Linked DNA regions of Zea mays: region 2 is linked to region 1. Evidence: chromatin contacts called from public Hi-C data. All regions are on one chromosome and are shown on one strand. The core of a region is the stretch at or near the end of the contact, and the rest is flanking DNA. Distances in the headings are between cores, read along the strand shown.

What was found. Hi-C and Micro-C count contacts between places; a contact is called where the count stands out from the background.
Region 2: a contact with region 1 is called in a Hi-C map of ear, with 1.7 times the contacts expected there. The contact joins the promoter of LOC100273874 here to the enhancer-like site in region 1.

The regions. Positions count from the first base shown.
Region 1 is chr9:148,878,694-148,881,699 of Zm-B73-REFERENCE-NAM-5.0, forward strand. No RefSeq gene overlaps it. Among protein-coding and RNA genes, the nearest start is that of LOC100193815, 6.6 kb to the right of the region's middle. Within about 2 kb of position 1,533, at least 11 of the 20 cell types and tissues checked have an H3K27ac peak or open chromatin away from gene starts, as enhancers often do. A contact at or near this core is called in ear, where this site is marked.
Region 2 is chr9:149,309,910-149,312,915 of Zm-B73-REFERENCE-NAM-5.0, forward strand. It overlaps LOC100273874 (S-adenosyl-L-methionine-dependent methyltransferase superfamily protein), which reads right to left and starts at 1,538. Exons shown (of 7, transcript NM_001360481.1): 1 at 1,370-1,538. The coding sequence starts at 1,496. It overlaps LOC100283637 (26S proteasome non-ATPase regulatory subunit 4), which reads left to right and starts at 2,441. Exons shown (of 11, transcript NM_001156538.1): 1 at 2,441-2,544; 2 at 2,631-2,744; 3 at 2,863-2,968. The coding sequence starts at 2,533.

The DNA.
Region 1 (3,006 bases), core at 283-2,782:
CTTTTCTTTATCAGGCTCCAGGCAGGAAAAGCTGCACGCACTTTACACCAAACCTGCACGAGGTTGGTACGTGCACCATGCTTTGCTTCCAAGAACATCGTCTACCTCGATACCTTTTACATTTTGTTTATCGCTATTCACCCCTTGTGCATCAGAATTCTGCTTGTTTGCCCGGGCACTAATAAGCTGATGGAGACTATCAGGCAGTTCTTGGACGGCGAAGCGTCACGCTCTGACACGAAGCATGCACAGACTGAAAGCCGACGCCACGCCATGCCGGTGGCCTGGCGCAGTCCTGCGCTTAGGTTTCAGCTCCGGAGTCCCCGTCAGGTATCAAGTTCATCTGCCATCGAAAGAACATCTCCTCCTTCCTATTGGGTAGGAACTCGGAGAGATGGATGGAACGGGCCGGGGGCACGCACACGTGCTTGCCGCATGCTTCCCGCGCGCGTTTGGGCTAGCGTGGGAAGCAACAGGAATAATGGCAGGATTACTCTTGCGTGTCAGCAACCGCACAGAAGCTTAGCTAGAGCCAAATCTGGTGTCGTCGTTTCAGCTTCTGGGACATCTACGCATCAGACTCGTTGATTCCAGCTTCCATGCTGCTGACAGTACATGCATGTATATATGCGCCTGTAAGACTGTCTCCAACAGATCGTTGCACTGTATATAGCATTGTTTGTAGAATGAAATTTTGAATAGGAGGTGAGATAGAAAATGAGATAGAAAATGTGTTGGAGATAGCATAAGGAGCGCTGTAGCAGGCTATGCAGCGACATGTACTGCTGCAGGGGAAGTGTAAAAACTTGAAGCCTCGTGCTGAACTAGTACTAGTAGCTGGGATTAAACAAACCTCCAATTGAATGAACAATAACAGATGAGCAAGCAAGAATTGACGTGCAACTCCGTGTTGACTTCTTTCTTGTCATGTAACATGTCCAAGCGTGTGGAGGCATAATGGCAGGGTATATAATATAATATATAAGCAACAGGAGAGTTTCACTTCCCCGAAACATGTATAAAAGAGTATATATATAGTACTACTATTCTTTCAGCGTACGTCTCTTTTCTTCAGTTCCTTCGAATGTTTGCATCAAAAAAGCATCTAGTACCCCAGGCTAGCTTGTTTATTCCTCGGTCGGAGTTCCCTTGGGTCCTAATTCAGATCTCTTTGGGAGCAGTGGGCAGTGTGAACATCCCAAGTCTCCTCCGCATTAAACTAATCACTGTCAAATCTCTAGCCTCTCTTCACATGCATGCATGAATGAGGAATAAACATCCATGGGCACTGTGGAGCTCTAGATTTCACAGCTCTAGCTAGTCGTGTAAACAAGACCATGCATATATACTCTTCCTCTAGCTGCTGAGGGTTTGACTGTCAGCAGTGCACAGGACAGAATGGGGCACTGCACGTGCTTGCCTTTGTTTTTTTTTTCAGTCTCGCACGCGCCCTCTATTGGGCCCATGCATGTAGGGGTGTACCGAACTGCAGTGCTGACTGCTGAAAAGTGAAAACTTTTAGGAAGTGAGTAGAGTAGGTTCTCTTCTTGTTCCCCACACTGAAGACTTGAAGTGCCCTGCACTGCCAATAGAACTGGGCTGGGGTGGGTGGGAGTCTGGATTTGGTTCAGAAAAAGTGTCCCGTCCTCCAGGTGTACCGGTCCCTGCTCCATCTGCATGCACCCTTCGTCCAATCATTCAGGTGTATCAGTCGCCTCAGCATTGATTATATAATATTGTTACTGGCTGCACTGTACCATAGCCCATAGATTTGGCTCGCTGCAGACATGCATGGCTTTGTTCACTAGCATCTTATGGCAAAATAACAAAGTAACATGAACGGGGGACCTTATCAATGTTTGTTAGCGTTCCTTCATATACTACATGTACTTGAGCATGGAACAAACTAAAGGGACGTAGCAGAAACATGTTGTGTTCAAAATCGCGACAAATTCATGAAAACATGGACAAATTATCAAGTCAAGACATTTTCTGTTATCTAACTAGTAACCAGTACGTGACGGCTTTTACCAAAAAAAAAATCTTGTATGCTGGGGCATGCCCCTAGCCTGTCTAGAGCAGATGCGGCTCCTCTTTTCTGCGATAGCTGTCGGCAAAACAGATGGTCACCCTGCTGCCTTCGGAGCTGACATCTTGTCACTGAAACCCATTACCTCCTGCAGGAATTCAGGGTGGGGAGGTACTCCCAGCTCAGCTCACTGAAAGCAATAGAGAAATCGCGGGAGGTGACAGGCCCACACGCCTCAGGCCTAGTAGCTAGCTTTTGGTGATTTCTATGCGCTGACCACACGAATGGAAAGGAACAACTAAAACAACTGTGCTTACTCCTCCTACCAAGGCCACTTATTCCCCTATGTACATCTGTTAATTCTGTTTCATGTGATACTAGTTTCGTCGTCCAAATTATAATTAGTGTGTTTTTCAACCCTCAACTTGCACATAAGTTTGGTTTTCAACCTTAAATTATAAAGCTGGGTACTAGTAGTAGACATCCTCCAACTCCAACCGTTGAAATCGGACAAATTTGGTCCCTTGACTAGTGTCAAAGGTGGCCTTCATTTTATAAAAATAACAAAAATATGCTTTAACCAATAAAATGTATAAGTAATCTATTTTAAATCGGAAATGTGTGAAATGTTTCAGTTTTTTTTTTCTAAAAAAAGTTATCTAACTGTTGGTAACCTATTTACAGTTATTCGAAACTTATTTAGCTTTGTTTCTACTGTTTCATTGCTCTTGCGGACTGATCTATTGAAAACGTGAACCAAGAAGATTTTAAATAACTACAAAGGGGGCATAAACAAATGAATACTATTTTCAGGAAAAAAGAATGATATTAGTTTCACATTTTTATTTAAAAATGAAAAGTTTATGAATTTTTAGAGATCAGAACAGGTTTTTATTAGTTTAGAAAAATAGACAACCACCTTTGAAACTAGGTAAAGATCAAATTAATCTAGTTTTGTTAGTTGGAGGGTGTCAAAT
Region 2 (3,006 bases), core at 288-2,787, 430 kb after region 1:
GGGCGGCGGCCGGAGATCCATCGGCGGGGGCGTTTACGGGGGCGGCGGCTACGGAGGAGGAGGCGCGGTGGCCACGAGGGAGCCGACGGCCGTGAGGGCCGCGCCGCGCCGGGTGCAGGTGCCGCCCCGGGAGGGAGGAGCCTCCCGGGGGCGGGGGCGGCTCAGGTAGGAGTAGTGGCGGCTGTTGCTGTGGGGTGGGAGGAGAAACATAACCCTAATCCTCTGATGCCATGTAAGAATACTCACAACCCTAACCCTAATGGGCCGGCAGCCCAACGGTGGTGCTGATCCACTCACACACACAGTCTAACATTTATAATGATATTTGGCTGGAGTAAAGTGCAATGGCGGCCCCTAAACTTGTTCAGGTGTGTCAGAATGACAGATTAGGTCCCTAAACATTATTTTGATGTCATTTTAGTCCAATCTGCTGTGAACAAGACTTGGGTAGCTGACGTGGCCTTGCCTCCGTGTTGTCCACGTGGCACGGCTTTGCCACATGGCCGCCGCCTGGTCCTTGCCGCGTCCTGCTCCAATCATGTCGTGCGACGTGGACGACACGGTGGCAAGACCACGTCAGCTAACCAGGTCGTATTCTCGGCCGATTGGACTAAAATGACATCGAAACAATGTTTAGGGACCTAATCGGCCATTATGAGAGTTTAGGGACCGACTTGACACCCACTTGAACAAGTTTAGGGACCGTCAGCGCACTTTACTCTATTTCGCTGGTTAAATGTGCATGCTACACCTACACTTTCATGGTAAACACTAATTTTAAATGTGCACTAACATAATTTCCAAAAGTATATACTATTCAAACAATAATCCTAAACATCACATTGAAGCTAAGGTATTCAGTCCAAATCAGATTGCAGTAACTCCCTTAAGGCTTTAACATTAACCCAGTAACCTATCAACATGACATGCGACGATATATATTCCTGAGCATTTAAAACCATTTGATCAGAATTGTTCAAGCACAAAACACGGGAGCTAAAAGCTGAAATGGATCACTACTGCACGGATTTTGCTTTCACCGTTACTGAAAAGTCAAGGATGGCTCAAAATGCCAATGTTCCCATTATCATCAGTAGCCCCAAACATCCCCTAATTGTGTAGTAGAGGGCCAACAGCTCAAATCTCAACACAAAACTAATCGCCTTGAACTAAAATCCACAACACAAGGAGCAGCGTTTGGGCCTTCCTTGTTTGCAGGAGCAAGCTGCCTTCTGCCTTGTTATACAGGCACGTCTTCCCGTCTTCTTGAATCGCTCGACGGACGAAGATGAAGCGGATGCGAATGAACGACAAAACAAAGCGGACGCAAATGTTGCATGGGGTAAATAAGGGAAGGAATCGGCGGAACCTAGGGCGCGCGCGGAGGAGGAACGAGCAAGCAGCGCGCGGCGAAGGATGCTCCACCGCTGGGTGGCATTGGAGGCGGCACGGGATCCACTGGGCGCTGACGATGGGGATGGAGAGGAAGAGTCCATCGGAGGCTCGGAGCTCGAGATGCGTCACGTTTGTTCGTGGCGAGCACCTGAGAGATATTGAGGACTAGTTCGATTTGGTCATTCGGATTTAGGGGGTGTTTGGGAGTGAAGTTTTTTCACAGTTTTGGAAAAATACTGCAGTATTCTCAAATACTGCAGTATTATATACAGAATGGTGTTTGACAAGCTGACTAAAATCTCTGTTTTCAAAACTGAAGTATTGCAAATACTATAGTTGTCTTAAGAGCATCTCCAACAATGCCTTAAACTAGTGCCTCAAATTGAAATATAGGGCTCTACACAGGAAAAATCACTCCAACAGTGACTCAATTCAACAAATTTTGTCAAAAAACTATAGGGCATCCTCTCAAATGCCTCAAATATACTACACCGTAGTGAGCTGCCCTATAATCTAGATTTGAGGCTTTACTGTTGGAGCGGGGTGCTTTGTTGGTGCCCTAAATTATATAAAATTTACTTATTTTTAAATTATAAGGTATTTTTATAGGTCACGTTGTTGGAGATGCTCTAAGGTATTCTAAACTTAGGTCTGGACCTCAGTTTTCAAAACTGCGGTATTGTAAACTACGGTATTATCATGGCTAAAGTATATTATAGTATTTTAAAAACTGTGGTTTTCAAAAACTTTGTTCTCTAACAGGACCTTAGAGCTTGCAGTTGCAGGGATCGATAACGCCGCCTTCTTTGGCGGATCGAGCTCGGCTTCTCTGTTCTCTCGGCTCACATCGCCAGTCGCCACTCGCCAGAGGCGCAGCCGCCGCGCATGTTGGGCTTCCAGGAGTTTTTTGGGCCTATAGATCTCACATTCTCACGGACTGGGCCCAAAAGTGCTGTGCTAAGTTGAATTACGAAAGGGCCCGCATTCGGTGGTCTGTTACCTGCTACCACTGTGCATCAAGCGAATTTCTCGCGGTCGGGCGTCTAGGAGAGAGAGCTCACCTGAGCCTTTCCCAAGTTGTTTCTCTTCTCTTGCTCCGCAAACCAGCGCAAGCCCTTCCCTGACAGCGGCGGCGACATGGTGCTCGAGGTACGACATGCGCCCTGCTGCCGTTTCTCGCTCCGTGAACTCGATCCCCAACTAATCTCCTCCCCTCGATTGGCTTTCCCCTGCAGGCGACGATGATCTGCATAGACAACTCGGAGTGGATGCGGAACGGCGACTACGCCCCGTCGCGGTTCCAGGCGCAGGCCGATGCCGTCAACCTCATATGCGGTGCCAAGACCCAGGTGCCAACCGGCGGTCTCTCCATCCACCTATTCAATCGATCGAACTTTCGATGTTTCCTGTGGGCTAGGGTTTCTGGGATTCCGGATCTGATTGCTTCTGGTTGTTGAGTGGGTGCAGTCGAACCCGGAGAACACAGTAGGCGTGATGACGATGGCCGGGAAGGGCGTCCGCGTGCTTGTCACTCCCACCAGCGACCTCGGGAAGATTCTCGCCTGTATGCACGGTAAGCTCACATCGATCCCAAAATCTTTGCTTTACTAT